Regions from separate parts of the Capsicum annuum genome. Here region 1 is linked to region 2. A link is a contact called in public Hi-C data. All regions are on one chromosome and are shown on one strand. Each heading gives the region's core, a stretch centred on a gene start, on an enhancer-like site or on the middle of the called end of the contact. The rest is flanking DNA. Distances are from core to core; before and after follow the strand shown.

Region 1 (3,365 bases), core at 91-2,590, 57 kb after region 2:
CACTTACTTTTCCTAGAAAAGTTGGACAATTTTAATCACCACCAATCACTTCCCAAAAAGTATAATCATTCTTCACTTTTTTTTTTTTTCTATAATTTCTTTTTTTCTTAAAAAAAAAACAAACAACAAGATCCATCTCCTATATATTCCTTTTCCCAAGGCTAATGAAGCACCTACAAACTCAAAAGTGGTAAACATTCTTAAATAGAGGCAGTGTGGTTGACATGTGCATTTCAAAAATTCTACTTTTTGTATTATTACTTTTTATTAATATTAGCTTTATTTAAAGATTTTCGTACACAATTTAAAAAGATGTTTAAGAATTTTAATTATAAAAATATTGTAGGGCTATCCTTTTCTCTCTTTTTAAATGTCTCACTTCACAAATAGCATACTATTATAAAGTGATTATTATAGTTATAGGTGGAAAGTTGTTATAAATAGATAAAATATAGCATAAAAAGTCGATTGCGAGAAAAAAATCAACTTTTATAATAAGATGCTATTATATAAAAATTATTATAGAGATGTCTAACGTAGATGGTAAGTATAGGACTCACCAAACCACTCATGGTGCTATATTAACTAGTACTAATTTATGTTTACTTTCACATATTGTAACACCTATTGTAAAAAAAGTTATGATTATGGTATTAACAGTCAAAGAAACCAACTCACAAAAGTAGTCCGTTTCACAAAATATATCGTATTTATGTAGGATTCAAAGAAAAATTACATTTTAAAGAGTTGTAACATAGGTAGTCTAACTAACCTAACGTAAATGCTCATAGCTGATTTCATGACTTAAGTCCATAGCCTATAGATCATAGGAAAATAACTTTATTATTACTCGAAACCGAAGCACAATATTTTGAAAAGGGGGAAAGGGCAATACTAGTTGAATGATGTGATTTCTATGAATAGATTGTGGTCAAATTAGAATTTCTTCCAAGAATCAATGAAGGATGTTGTTTAGACATTTAGGGTCCACATTGATTCTTTAAGAAGTGGCCCAAAGTCCCAAACAACTTGATATATCTAGATAACATTGATATCCCCAAGAGGGGATTTGGGATAATTACGGGTCTAAATCATTCGATTATTTGAATTGTATATATATTTTTAAGAACTGTTGTATATTTTGACAGAACCTTTCAATCATATCAATTTGATCAGGACAGTTGATTGTTATGCCTCTTTGGTTCTTTATGTGAATTGGTGGCTAAGTTCGAACCTCGTGGAAACATTCTTTCGTGAGTTTGTGTACTAGAGTTAACGGTGCTCTCGTTACGTTTGAAACCTACATCGACCTCTGCTTGATGCGGATAAGTTTTTACCCACTCTCAAGATAGTTAGGCCCAGGCCTACCCAATTTGCAGAAGTCAGTGACAAACTAGATTATGGCCCATTACAATGGGACAATCAATTTTGAGTTTTTAATGCAAAACTTTCCTAGAAACTAGAATAATCAGACAAGAATTTAAGTTATACACATTATTTAAAATGTAAAATTTGTAATCTGACAATAAGATAAATCGATAACTACAATAACAGATAAAAATGGCTTACACTATAGGATTTTTTATACTGATGATTTAGGGGTGACAAAAATAACCCATGAAATCAAGCCTCATTCAATCAATTTAGGTTTGAGCTAGTTAATACTTGATTATTTTATTAATTCAAATCATTTTTAAATCGGGTTTGTATGCGACTCAGATTGCACCATGAAAATTTTGTCCAAATATTTAAAAAAAAGATATTGTTGCTATTCTATTTATAAAGCACAGATAAGCAATATATTTCAAGTTTGACTTTTAAAGAATACGTACTGAAATTTTTTGAAATGTTATATATAGTCATAATATAAGAAAAAACCTCATTCGGTGCTCAACAAATTACAAAACCATAAAGAAAGAATTTAAAATTTAGTATGAATTGAACGAGTTGGATTATAATTCGATGTTTAGATTGTTTCAACTCAAGCTGTTTAGATCCAAGTATTTTGGCTGACTCGTTAACATAGCATATTTTAACATGCCCAAATTCAGTCTAATTCAACCATTTAACATCTCTATTGACTATATATATAACTTAAACTCAACAAATTAACCAAATTTTCCACAAGTAAAAGGTTAATGATGAATTCTAATTAAACTTGGACCACCATAGCTTGGACCATTTTCATTAATACTTGGACCACAAGATTGATGACAATTTTGTACTTCAGTTACTGGGCCTAATTATCTTCATGGTCCAGTTAAATTTTGAATTTGTCATTGATTTTTGTGATTTGGATAACTATTAACTAGGGTTTATTGACTTTTACTTTTCCACTAGTCTAGAATGCTAAAATATCTAGCACATTTTTTTATTAGTAGACATTTCGCCATAGAAATCATTTTTTTTTTACTTTATTAAAATTTGTGAAGTTGAATTGAAGATATCGATATTTGAGCGTACCTTTTACAAAGGAGAGAAAATTAGAGGCGGATCTAGGATTTCGAGGTTGTGGGTGTCATGTCACTTTTAATGTTAAAGCTACTACTCAAAAAGGATAATTTTTATGGGTGTTCCACTAGAATTTGGCTTGTTAGTAAGAAATTTTTGAAGGAAAATTTCATTGAAACATTAACGAAGAACCTAATTTTTACGAATTCAGTTGGAAATCAGTTAATTTTTTCTTTACGTTTTGCTATTTACATTGCCCCAAATAAAACAAATATTTTGTCGATTTTATAGACTTTGGGTTTCGATTTGATTATTTATCTTTTCAGTTTGTATAGACAAATAAATCAAATAATAAAAATGTGATTATTATTATAAATACTATCGAAAACAACCTTTCTACTTCTCCGGAGGTAGTATATGGATTGCATACATTTTATCCTCCCCAGATCCCACTAAATGAGAATACACTGGGTTTGTTTTCGTTGTTGTTGTTATTACTATAAATTGTATAAACAAGAGTTAAATTCAACTTATCAATCAACGTTAAAGTACAAAATAGTTGCCAACATTCAATGGATATTCCCAATTCTATTGTTAAGAAATTATAACATCAAGTCAAGCATCATTATTATGATTTACGAGGAGAGGTTAACTATAAATTTGAAGGAAGAAGGAATCTTCAATTATGTTTTACACTTAAGTTAAAAAATTCTTAAACAAAGATTACCCAAAAAAAAGGAGTCAAACAAAGATTAAGTCAAGAGGAAAAAAACTTATAGAAAATAGAATAACGAACAAAAAGTAACAAAATACTGCTGGCGTCTGAACTTGAACTTTGGTATATTATGTGAAATTTCAGCGCGTTTGCCACTGACACTACTCCCTCAACTGCTGCACCGGGTGGCACTTAAATA
Region 2 (3,191 bases), core at 396-2,895:
AATATAAGGCCTACAAAAACGTAGGCAATTCATTACTTCAAATTTCTTTGTTCCTAAGATTAGAACAACCATCCTAAATTGGTTAGAATCCACTATATCAACCATATATCTTCATATTTTAAGTAATATTCATCATAATCTTGCTCTTTTTAAAAAGATTTTCACAATCTTCAATATTGATAACAAAAGAAGATATGAACATCCATAGACATAGAAATAAAATAAAGTACAGAGATTTCTGCAGAAAAAACTTCCTCATTAAAGGCTTTATACGGCACGAATCAGAATTGGTCAGTCAAAAATTCTAAATATCAAATAATTAAATTAAAAATAATAATAGAAGAAAGAGAAGCTTCCTCCGTTCACGACTTTATGATACGAATTTAAATTAATCGAGTCAAAAAAAACTCTAAAAATGACTAAACTAAAAAGAATGGTGCACTAAGAATAAAAAAGTTTGCCTCTTAAAACCAGCACAAACTTGAATTAGTCGAGTTAAAAAGATCAAATAATTAAACCAAAAAGAATGATAGATGAAACAAAGAAGCTTCCTCCTTTACTGTCTTTATATAACATAAATTTAAATTAATCGAGTTGATGACTAAACTAAAAAGAAAGATAAAAAAGAGTAAGAAGTTTTCCCCTTAACGTCTTATACAACATGACTCTGAATTATCGAGTTAGAATGACAGAAGAAAGTACAAGAATAAAGAATCATGCCTCTTGACCTTCTTAAAACGCACGAATCAAAATTAATCAAACTAAAATAATAGAAGATAACTATGACCCCTTGACCTTGCATCATACGAATTAATCGAACCAGAATGATAGAAGAAAGAAGAAGAGAACTATCACCCCTTCTTACTCCATATGACTCTGAATTAGTCGAACCAGAATGACAGAAGAAAGAAGAAGAGCACTATCACCCTTGACCTTCTTATACCATATAAAATCTGAATTAGTCGAATTCAAACCAGAACGATAGAACAAAGAAGAAGAGAACCCTGACTCCTTGACCGTCTTACACCATACAAATCTGAATTAGCCGGACCAAAACGGTAGAAGAAAGAAGAAGAGAACTATGAACCTTAAACCCTCTTACACCACAGACGAATCTGAACTGGTCGAGCCAGTAAATCCCGAATACGAAAATAATCAAACAAACAAATCAAAAAAAAAAAAAAAAAGAAGAAGAAGAATAAATAACCTGTATTGACGATCATATGGTGATACAATAAATCTTTTCAACTTAACTCTTCTATTACTTCTAGCACCAAGTGATGGTAAAATCCCAGTAGAAAGACTATAATGACTACTTTCTCTTGATAATTGTTCAATTTCTTGTGCTGCACCACACATTGAAACTCCTAAAACACCAAGTCCTCTATTATCACCCATAGTTATAATTATTTTTTTTAAAAAAAAAAAAATTTGGTCTTCTTGTTTTATGAACTTTTGATCAATATATATACATATATAGAAAGAGATGGAGAATATCAAGAAAAAATAATCATAGGTGGTGTATAAAAAAGGTAAGTTATTTATAGAGGGAAAAGGGATCTTTTTTACTAGGAGACACCTACCGTATTATAATTCTCGTGAATCTTAACACATGTTGTTGGTGATTTTATGTATTTATTTTGACTGATGTGAAAGAGGAAAAAGAGGGGAACTTTTAAAGGTTTTTTTGGGTCCCCTAACTCCGCCCCCCCTCCCCCCGCCCACGTATCGTATCTAAGGCTGGACATAAAATATCAAAAATCATATTACTACATTGAATCAAAAAGTTTAATAATTGGTATTTGATAATTCAGTATTTGATATGGTATTTGGGAGTAAAATTTTAATATTTTGATATTCGGGATTGGATTTGGTAAATGATATTAATACCATTTAGTATTCGGCATTTACCGAATATCAAATATATATATATATATATATATATAATACAATATGTCTAACCTACTCAATAGACAATAATATTAGCCAATTTCGAAGAATCTCTTAGATCTTGGTAATATATTCGTCAAAAGCAACAAAAGGAATACTAAATAGGGTTTCTATTAAACATACTGATACCTTATAACCCCAAGAAGACACAAAACAGCCCCCAAAAATGTCACAAAACACACCACAAACCGAGAGCCCAAGGAACCAAGTCTCGGCCAAGAATGACAACACAAGAATGAAAAGAAAATTTGAGAATGCTTCAACAATGGAGAGATAATAACGTGTATAACCACACCAAAACAGCAACAACACTACATTAATGTGATGGACAATAAGCTTACAATAACACCAACCAACTATTACAAGAAGACAAGACACAACTACTATAAAATGAAAACAAAAGTAAAGGGATAGATAGTTAGACAAAGGTGGTGTAAATCCTAGTAACCAAAGAGTACATAAAACTCTAAGACCCCTAACACCTCCACACACGATCACCTAAATCTTACGATGACACAAGAGAGGATTCCACCACTCAATCGCCAAGGTTTCTCAAAAACAAACAATAACAAGAGATTCGGCCCTTGAATTGCTATCCTAGTTACAAGTTTCGGTTTGCCTCTAGTAGAGAAAGGACTTTGGTATTTCAAATTTCAAGATTTACAATAATAATCAACTAAGTCATAAAAATCCCTAATACTAAACTATATATAGTCTCCTTATTACATAAAAGATGAAATGACCAAAAGACCCTTGATGAAAAAGAGGCGTCTCTCTAGTGTAATAAATAAGCAAATAGGGCGGCTTTGGTGTGTCTTTGATCCTTCTCACATCTCAACATTGAACTTCCTAGGATGATACTTTGCTGCACTTGTACACACATTGATCTTCATAGTCGCACTTGTATCATCCTCTCTATCTTGAGAGGAATTTGCCCTCAAACTCAAGCAATCATCACTGGCAAGCTCTTCTCTTTTCATCATCTCTTCATTGCTCTTCCTAAGGTTAGGATGTTCAACCAAGCGTCCCATGATATCATCAAGCATGCTCCTTGGATTTATATGTTCTACAACCTGCACATAAGAAGATTTGATACTAGGCAAAGTGCTAGTATCTCGGTTAGTAATCAACAAAGAGTCCTTGTGGGCAAATCCCACAATCCTAACTCTCGACTTCTCTCCTTCTTCATCCTTCTCACTCTCGGCTTCTTCTTCTATACCCTCACTAAGTATGACTTTCAT

What was found. Hi-C and Micro-C count contacts between places; a contact is called where the count stands out from the background.
Region 1: a Hi-C map of leaf shows a contact between it and region 2, with 4 times the contacts expected there. The contact joins the enhancer-like site here to the promoter of LOC107841108 in region 2. A contact is called at or near these places in 5 of 5 Hi-C or Micro-C datasets (bud, leaf, pericarp and 1 more).

What each region holds. Positions count from the first base shown.
Region 1 is chr9:212,207,116-212,210,480 of UCD10Xv1.1, forward strand. No RefSeq gene overlaps it. Among protein-coding and RNA genes, the nearest start is that of LOC107841110, 49 kb to the right of the region's middle. Within about 2 kb of position 1,341, at least 2 of the 5 cell types and tissues checked have an H3K27ac peak or open chromatin away from gene starts, as enhancers often do. A contact at or near this core is called in leaf and pericarp, where this site is marked.
Region 2 is chr9:212,150,291-212,153,481 of UCD10Xv1.1, forward strand. LOC107841108 (potassium channel AKT1) reads right to left here and starts at 1,646. Exons shown (of 11, transcript XM_047396517.1): 1 at 1,208-1,646. The coding sequence starts at 1,398.